2 separate regions of the Muntiacus reevesi genome follow, and region 1 is linked to region 2. The links are chromatin contacts, called in public Hi-C maps. All regions are on one chromosome and are shown on one strand. The core of a region is the stretch at or near the end of the contact, and the rest is flanking DNA. Distances in the headings are between cores, read along the strand shown.

Region 1 (4,386 bases), core at 1,029-3,528, 330 kb before region 2:
TGTTAGGCACGTTCCTTAATCTCTCTGTATCTTAAGTTTCTCCATCTGTAAAACAGGGATAATAAAAATATCTACCTCACAGAGTTGCTATGGTGATGAAATGAGTTGCTGCTGTAAGGCACTCAGAACCCATGCCTGGCACACACTGAACACCCAACAAGTATTAGCTGCTCAAATGATGATCCTCTCTTTCACTCTTACACCCATTTTTAAGCTTGACGTGAACAAGGGCAATACTATTTCAGCACAGTAAGAAATCAACTGAGGCGGGGTGGATTTAAGATGCAGGCGTTCATAGACTCAAGCCATAATAGTACTGATATAACTTGCACGTGTACTCAATTACATCAACAATGATTTCTTGGGTGTCTTCTATGTGCCGGCAGCAGGAAGAGACGGAAAACCCCATTGATGGACATGGCCCTGATCTTCCAGGACTTCCAGTGTGGCACCAGGGAGGCGGCAGCTGCATGAGGGAGCCCTCAGAGGAGAGGCACAGGCCCTATAACCAGGAGCTTCACCCTCCCAGGCTGGGAGCCTAAGCTTCATTCTGTGAGGAAGCAGGGACCCAGCTGGGGCCTTGAGGAGGGCAGGAGAAAGCAAGGAAGGAGGCTGGCAAGGAGGGGTGTGTCCTAGGCAGAAGAGAGACGCCTACGAAAGCCTAGTGGCATGAGACAGCATGGCATGGTTTTAAAACGGAGAGAAGTGCAAGCGGTGTAAAAAGACGGGGTGCAGGTGAGCAAGGGCCAGACGACTCCTGGACCCCTATAAAGGGGGTCTGGTGAAGGTGGGCTGCGGGTCTGAAGCAGTAAGCCAAGCAAGAGATGATGGTGGTCTGGCCTGGAGAAATGAAAGTGGAGTGAGGTGGACAGGTCAGGTGGTTGAATCAACAAACCCAGGGTGTGTGTGTGGGGGGGGGGGGGTGGTTGTCAGGGAAGGGATGAATCTCTGGCTTGGACCACTAGTGGGGAGAAGAGCCTTGCTATTGTTTCCTGAGACAGGGAAACATGTTCAGTCTAAGATGATCAAGACACAGTCAGGAAACACCCTTACATACAGAGGTGAAGTTATGAGAGAAATCACTTATCATCAGGTGGTAACAGGAACCTAATTTTTTCCTTAAGTCAATCACCTGCTGTGGAAGGCTGTTTCCTTTTCCCTCCTCTGAGCCCCCAGCCCCACCCCAGTTTTTCCTCTGACCCTCTCCTGGGCCCCTGATGCAGAGTCACTTCGGTTGACCTTCTCTCTCCTCCACACCAGTCAAGCTCCTTCAAGACTAAACTCAGGAATAATTTCTGCCTTAAGATACTCTGTAACTGACCTACCCTAGCATAGCTCTATTGCCAGGAAAAATCCCTTCATCTCCTTAGTGAACTGAGTGTTCTAAGGAGGCAAAAGAAATCTATTCTCAGCTCTTGTAAGGTTTTACAGCGAAAATCCAAGCAAAAGGCAATTCGCCCTGTCGCTCCTTTTCCGTTGCAGGACCGTTTGATTTGCTCAGAATTACACAAGAAAGCCAGAGGCTGCGTTAACAAGGCGGGGACGGGAATGAGGATGGTGTGGGCGACGCATCAAGTGCTCCCATCGCAAATGCAAAGCCCAGCCCTTGGAAAAGCCAGAAAGCATATTGGGTGCAATGCAGCAAAATGATTTACTGCACAGCGCACAAAACTAGGTGACAGGGCCCTGCCTTGTCCCTAGCCCTCCAAAATTTGGAGAACCCACTAAGAGATCTCCCTAAGCTATTATATAAAAACCATTTGCATATGCTAAGTATCAATAATTACCTACCTTTGAACTCCTTGGGGGCTCGAAAGACTTTCGAGTGCAGTCTGAATGGTGCTTGGAAGGTTTGAAACCTTACCATGCATTTCTGCGTTGATCCAAGGGCCCCACCCCCTTCTCCATCTCTCCCTAGCTCCGAGAAGGGAGGAGGGAGGACAGGTAGGAGATTCAGGACCTTGGAAGGAAGAAATTGGGGGACTTCCCAGAAAAAGGAGAGAAGCGATACCCGGAAGAGGAGACGCCACCCCCTGCAAAATCTTCCCAAGTTTCTCGGCATCGTTATCTGCCTGTTTCTGCACCTTTGCATGAAAATTACGGGCAGAAAGATCTTGAGGTACAGCTAGATGTACAGCTCACCTGCAGCCTCAAGCTTTCCCCGCGGGTGAAAAGAAAAAAGTTGGGAGCCAGCTACAGGAAAACTTCGTACCTGGAACCGAAAAGCTAAGCTCACCGCCAGCGCCTTCCCACTGAGAGCTCACCTCCCAGCACTGGGCGGGGCTGCTGGTTCCAGGAAGCACCGGCCCCTCCCCCTCACGCGCATGCGCTGCATCCCTTCCTCCGCAGCTCGGTCCTACCCGGTCGGTTCCCTCCCGGCGCAGCGGAGGTTGTTACTTGCCTGTACCACCTGCATTGCCGGCGCTCTAGCATCCCAGGCGGCGGCCACACTTGGTCACTCGCTCGGGACCCGGCCACTCGCTCCGGCGCCAGGCTTTCGGGTCTGGCCCTGATCCTGGGACTGGAGTCTGCTGCCCCCTGCTGGACGGAGCGAGACTGGGCGTGGACCTGGGTATAACGGGGATTCCAGAGAGCAAACGATTTTTAACCAGAGAAGAGATTCCTTCATTTAAGGGGCGTTTGTGGGGCCTCTCCAGCAGGCCTTTTACGTACTCTCCAGCAGATTGACCCCATTTTCAGCGGAGGGAGCTAAAGTTCGGAGAGGCGGAGGAGTTTTCCACAGACTTAACTCCTAAGTGGGGTGCAAAGGTTAGAACCCGAGTTGGTCTGGTTTCAAAGCCTGAGCACCCTTCAGTATATCGCACCATCTACGACGTTATCTAGATGTGGTGCGGAGACCAGCATCCTGGTAAAAGCCAGGATTTGCTGGGCTTAAGTACCTGAAGGGACCAGGTACAGAGTGCCAGAACTGAAAGGCACTAAATCATGTCTAATTCCAGAATAACGCATTCCCAGGGATAAACCTGTGAGTCCTGCCTCCAGGCTACAACTTCTCACCTCACTCCAGTTTTGCCTTCCAGGCCACTGCCAGTAACTCCAACCCTCTTCCTTATATAATAGCTCTTCAGATTTGAAGAAGGCTGTCATCTAGGCTGTCGCTCTGTCGTGTCCGACTCTTTTCGACCCTATAGACTGTAGCCCGCCAGCCTCCTCTGTAAGTGGAATTCTCCAGGCCAGAATACTAGAGTGGGTTGCCCTTCCCGTCTCCAGGGGATCTTCCCAACCCAGAGATCGAACCCAGGTCACCCGCATTGCAGGCAGATTCTTTACCGTCTGAGCCACCAGGGAAGCGTCATCTAGGGTTCATCAAGCAGCTCTAGGGATGCCGCGGGACTGGGAATAATAGGATCTCTTTAAAAAAAAAAAAAAAAAAAAAAAAAAAAACTAAGAATATAAATTAAACCTTGTGAAATTTGTTTGCTGAATCTACTCCTTGTGTTTAAAAGTGCTTCAAGGAAGCAGTGTGACTATATCTAACATCTGAGAAGTGTTAAGGTGGGCCGAGGGAGTTAACAGGGTTCTGGGAGAGGCATAGGAGAGTTGATGGCTGGCGCTGGAATGTGAATGGAGAGTGGTATCCTGGGGTTTGGTGCTGAGTTCTTCCAGCTCTCCTCATCCCCTTCTATACCCATCCTTAGCCCAGTGCACGTTGGAATCCTTGTGCATGTGTTCTCCCACACATGTGCACGCCCATGTGTGTGTGTCTCTTTTCCTTCCTCCCTCCTTCCCTTTTTCTCTCTCCCAAGACTTCCAGGACACTTTCTCTATCCAGAATAAAACCAAGAACTTTGGGATACCTCAGTTATCTTTAACTAACATGATCACCCTCCTCAAGTAAGTAATTACCCCTGAACCCCAGAGCCTGGATTTATGATGCTGAGATCCCTTCCAGCCCTGTCACTGAGGTCTTAGAGGCTGGAAGCATGATATTCCTACTCAAGTTATTTTCATCTAAAAAAAAGAGCAACATGAACAACATGTGGGAACAGGAAAGTTCTTAGGCAAAGGGGCCACAGTCCTCTCAACTTACATGCCACCAACTGCCACCTACTTCATCTAATGGGAAGATTAGAGCCCAAGGTAAGGGTGCAGCAAAATCTATTCACCTCTGCCTTTTTTGTAAAGCTGTCTGCTCATTATCCACAGCAGATTCTTAACTTTCAATGTGCCACCACTCCTGGAGAAACGTACAAGATAAAATGCACAGGATTGCCAGGGAAGCCAGTTTTATTGAAATAAGGTTATCCAAAGAAGGAAAGTTATTAAAGTAGTAAACCTTTAAATCTGTGCCAAAGATGTGCTTCATTATTAAATCATGGGCTCTAGGAGTGGGTATAAAAATGACTGTAACTTCTAAGTAGTGGT
Region 2 (4,113 bases), core at 146-2,645:
ATATTTCTACTCTTTTGAACTTTCCATTGCAAATAACTTGATTTTTTAAAAACTTATTTGAACTAAGCTTCCTGGTTCTTTTAGCATTAATTTCAAGTTGATTTCAGAGCAGAGGACATTGAGTCTTCAATATAGTCATAAACTGACAGTTAAGATCAAGTGATAAAGGCATTCTCAAGTTAATAAATAATTATCTCTTACTACATACTTGCAAACAGAATCCTCATCTAGAATTCCTTCCTTTTTTTCCCCTTTATAAACAAAAGCAGCTAGCCAGATGACAGCCTTTTTCCTCTGACTAAGGATCTGCCTGCTAGGATGACACAAAAAATATGCTAACTATAAAGTGTGTAATAACCAAGAATACACACATACAAATAGATGGCATATACATTTTGCTTGGGAGGATTATATTTAAGTGTACAGTGAGTCCCAGAGACTTTCAAACATAATAATTATTGGTCGAAATTTCAGATATGGTTACCAAATGTCTAGTCCTGTTCATTACTTAAGAGGCTTGAAACACTTTTGTTTCTCCTAATTATCTTTCAATAAACTAAGCTTTTAAAAAAGAACTTGTGACCTTCTAATAAGGGGAGAAAGCCTTTAACTTACCCGCTTGCAAGTAGGATGGTGTAGTAATTACGTCCACAATTTCGTGTAACAGATATAAGGCCACCTCGGAGGGCAGCGGGAAGTAGGGATGAGAGTGGGTAACATCCCGACAATTTTCTCTCATTTTTCCCTCCTCTGCGGCTTGATATTTTTATGAGCTACTTCAGGCCCCGGTATTTAGTTAGCAAACGAGTCACTGAACTACAGAACCTCTCCAAAGATGTTATTCTATTTTCCCCTCAGATTCTAGAAATTCACTCCCCCCAACCAACTCGCCCTGGATACCACCAGAGACCGGTTGACTGAGAAACATATCCATGCACAACTGATTTGAATATATTTTTTAAACGACTTGCCTTTATGTTTTTATCGCCCTGCGTTCTAAACCTCTGTTCTCTGACGTCTAAGCTACTTTCAGTCCAATAGCGGGGCTGAGTTTCTTCACTCTTCAGCAGGTCAGGAAACAACTTGGGGGGATAAAACACGAACGTTTGTAAAAGTACAGGGAAAGGGGGGACGACTACAACTCCCAGAATGCAGCTCCGGGGTCTCGCGGGCTCTGCAACGACCGGGTTTCGCGAGTATCCTCTCGTCCAATTGGTCCGCCTTCTCGTCAGTAAGGGCGGAGAGGGGAGGGCGCCGGATGGAACATTTCCCGCCACCGCGAGACGCCGCGCGGAAAACCCGGAAAAGAAGCAGCTCTCGATTGGATGCTCGCTGTTGTAGCGTAGGAAAATCAGCCAATCGGAATGTACATACGCTCCACGATACCCCGCCCCCTCCTTGAGGTTACTTTTCTTGGCGGGAAAAGTTGGGAAGTTTTCGCGCCGGGGCTTGTCAGCCAAAGGGCCTCCGCGCAGAAATCCCAGGGCGGCAAGCATGGCGGGGACGGTGGTGCTGGACGATGTGGAGCTGCGAGAGGCGCAGAGAGACTACCTGGATTTCCTGGACGACGAGGTGAGAGAGGCGCCGAGTCACGAAATTAGGGCGCTCGGAGGCCCAGGGGCCGCGCAGGAGCCGAGGAAGGCCGCGGAGACACTGCGGGCCAAGGGCGACCGCGGGCCTCCAGGCTGCGGCGGCTGGGCGGCTGCCCGGGACCTTCCGCCCCGATCTGGTAGCTTTCCTGGCGACGGAGTGGTTAAGAGCGATCCTGTAATTTTTCTCTCGAGTACAAATGGTGGCTAGGTCTCGCGAAAGTCAACAGGTTTTCTCCAAGTGCAAACCAAGGGTAAAGCCCACGTTGGCCTTTTAGAGATCGTTCCCACTTTCCCCTGCTCTCCTAATTTGGGGGGAGAGTGGGGAAAGGACCGCGGGAAATCGGTAGTGACCCGCCCCGTTATAGGGCCCCCAGGCTTTAATGACTGACTTCCTACCAGGAGGAAAAGACTTTCTAATTTGGCCGCATTCTTTTTCCGTACCTGATGGGAAGCGGAGAAAGAGGGTTGGTACGCAAATAAAGGGGATTTTATAGACTTCCCTGGTGGCTTAGACGGTAAAAGCGTCTGCCTACGATCCTGGGTTCGATCGCTGGATCGGGAAGAACCCCTGGAGAAGGCAATGGCAACCCACTCCAGTACTGTTGCCTGGAAAATCTCATGGACGGAGGAGCCTGGTAGGCTACAGTCCATGGGGTCGCAAAGAGTGGGACACGACTGAGAGACTTCACTTTCACTATAGGCAATTTAGGATTGACAGCCATGGAATGAATATTGGTAAAGCATCTTGAAGGGTTGATAGTGCTGTTTGTAAATGTAACTTAGGCTCCCAACTCCTAGGTCCCTTATATGAGAACTCTTTTTATATTATACAGATGATAGGGAAATAAAATATTTTATTTTCATACAAGATTCTGCAACAGAAGTTGCAGATATATTACTGCAACTAAGTTATAGTTAGTTACTTTGATATATTAAAAGTCCCTTTAATTTATATTTTGACAAGTTTTTTACTTGTCTTTTTAGACTACTTATGAGCTTGTTTTAATTCCCCATTAAAAGTTGAGAAGTGACTGCATACAGAAGAGCTGTTGGTGATAACAGGAATAATAACCTTGAGGAAGTTGTTATAATTTATACACTGGCTTTTTAGGGTGTATTTGGAATCCGAAGCTAGTGAGTGAAAATGTGGGTGAAGTGGGGGCTCAGGTCTGCCGCAGGGATGGATATATTTATCTTGCTGTGAGAGCTGCCACTCTTTAAAAACATCCAGTTTTTGAATTTGTGAGCTGCTGTAGCATGTGGTGGTTATTTTGCAGGAAGACCAGGGAATTTATCAGAGCAAAGTTCGGGAGCTGATTAGTGATAACCAGTACCGGTTGATTGTCAATGTGAATGACCTGCGTAGGAAAAACGAGAAGAGGGCTAACCGGTGAGTTTCCAAGTCACATCCCTAGTCCTGAGTGAGAATGGCTCCTCTCTCTTCCCCAGGTTGGAGCAAGCTTCCCAGGGGAGGGCCTGGATGAAATATGTTTGACCAGGAAGCCCTTAGTACGTCACCCTCACCTGCTTCTATGTTTTTTACTTCTTTGCAAAGTAGGTGGTGGGCATTTTCCTCTCCTTCTATGTTTAACTGAGTATCATTTCCCCATCACTGAGTTAAAATTGGCCTGCAGCTCTGATGTATTTTACTGGGCCTTGTAGGATGCCAGGAGAAAGTAGAATCTAGATTTTCACTCCTAAGCTTTGATCAAGTAAGAATGTCCACTTCTGTTTTGTGGGTCAAGTTTTTTGAGTTCTCCCGTCTCTGCCTGATGTTTCTCTGCAGCCTCCTGAGCAATGCCTTTGAGGAGCTGGTTGCCTTCCAGCGGGCCTTGAAGGATTTCGTGGCCTCCATTGATGCTACGTATGCCAAGCAGTACGAGGAGTTCTACATAGGCTTGGAGGGCAGCTTCGGCTCCAAGCACGTCTCTCCTCGAACTCTTACCTCCTGCTTCCTGAGCTGTGTCGTCTGTGTGGAAGGCATTGTTACTAAATGTAAGTGGGCTACAGTTGGAGACCCGAGGAAGGGAGGTGGGGTAGACCTGGGGGTATGGAAGGCAGGAGAGGCGGAATAGAGTTGGGGAGCTTATGGCTTCAAAAAGGTGGAGCACTGAATATCACTGGGTGAAACTTGAAGGAACTCAAGTGTTGCACAGTAACTAGGGGAGCTTTGAGTGACCACCTGTGCCAGCAGAATGGTGAATCTGCTGAGAATGGAGGAGTCTTGGCTCTTGGCAGTCTGCTCATTCTGACCCTGAATTCCTCCTTCTGCTTGGTCGGGATCAGCGGTACTTTAAGGTTTTACATGGATATGGTATTATTCTATGTGTAAATATAAAAATGAATTAACGACAGCTAGTATTGGGATAACCTGACTAGTTGGAAGAGCATAATTTGGAGTCATCATGGACTTGCCTGGGTCAGATCCTCTTCTCACTGCTTAGTTGGGTGACTTTCTATTCCTAGGCTCTTTAGTTCGTCCTAAAGTCGTCCGCAGTGTCCACTACTGTCCTGCTACCAA

The links. Hi-C and Micro-C count contacts between places; a contact is called where the count stands out from the background.
Region 1: a contact with region 2 is called in a Hi-C map of blood, with 3 times the contacts expected there. The contact joins the promoter of TMEM14A here to the promoter of MCM3 in region 2. A contact is called at or near these places in 2 of 3 Hi-C or Micro-C datasets (blood and muscle).

What each region holds. Positions count from the first base shown.
Region 1 is chr20:26,146,849-26,151,234 of mMunRee1.1, reverse strand. It overlaps TMEM14A (transmembrane protein 14A), which reads right to left and starts at 2,278. Exons shown (of 6, transcript XM_065913097.1): 1 at 2,143-2,278.
Region 2 is chr20:25,819,865-25,823,977 of mMunRee1.1, reverse strand. It overlaps MCM3 (minichromosome maintenance complex component 3), which reads left to right and starts at 1,395. Exons shown (of 16, transcript XM_065912978.1): 1 at 1,395-1,572; 2 at 3,379-3,587; 3 at 4,059-4,113. The coding sequence starts at 1,520.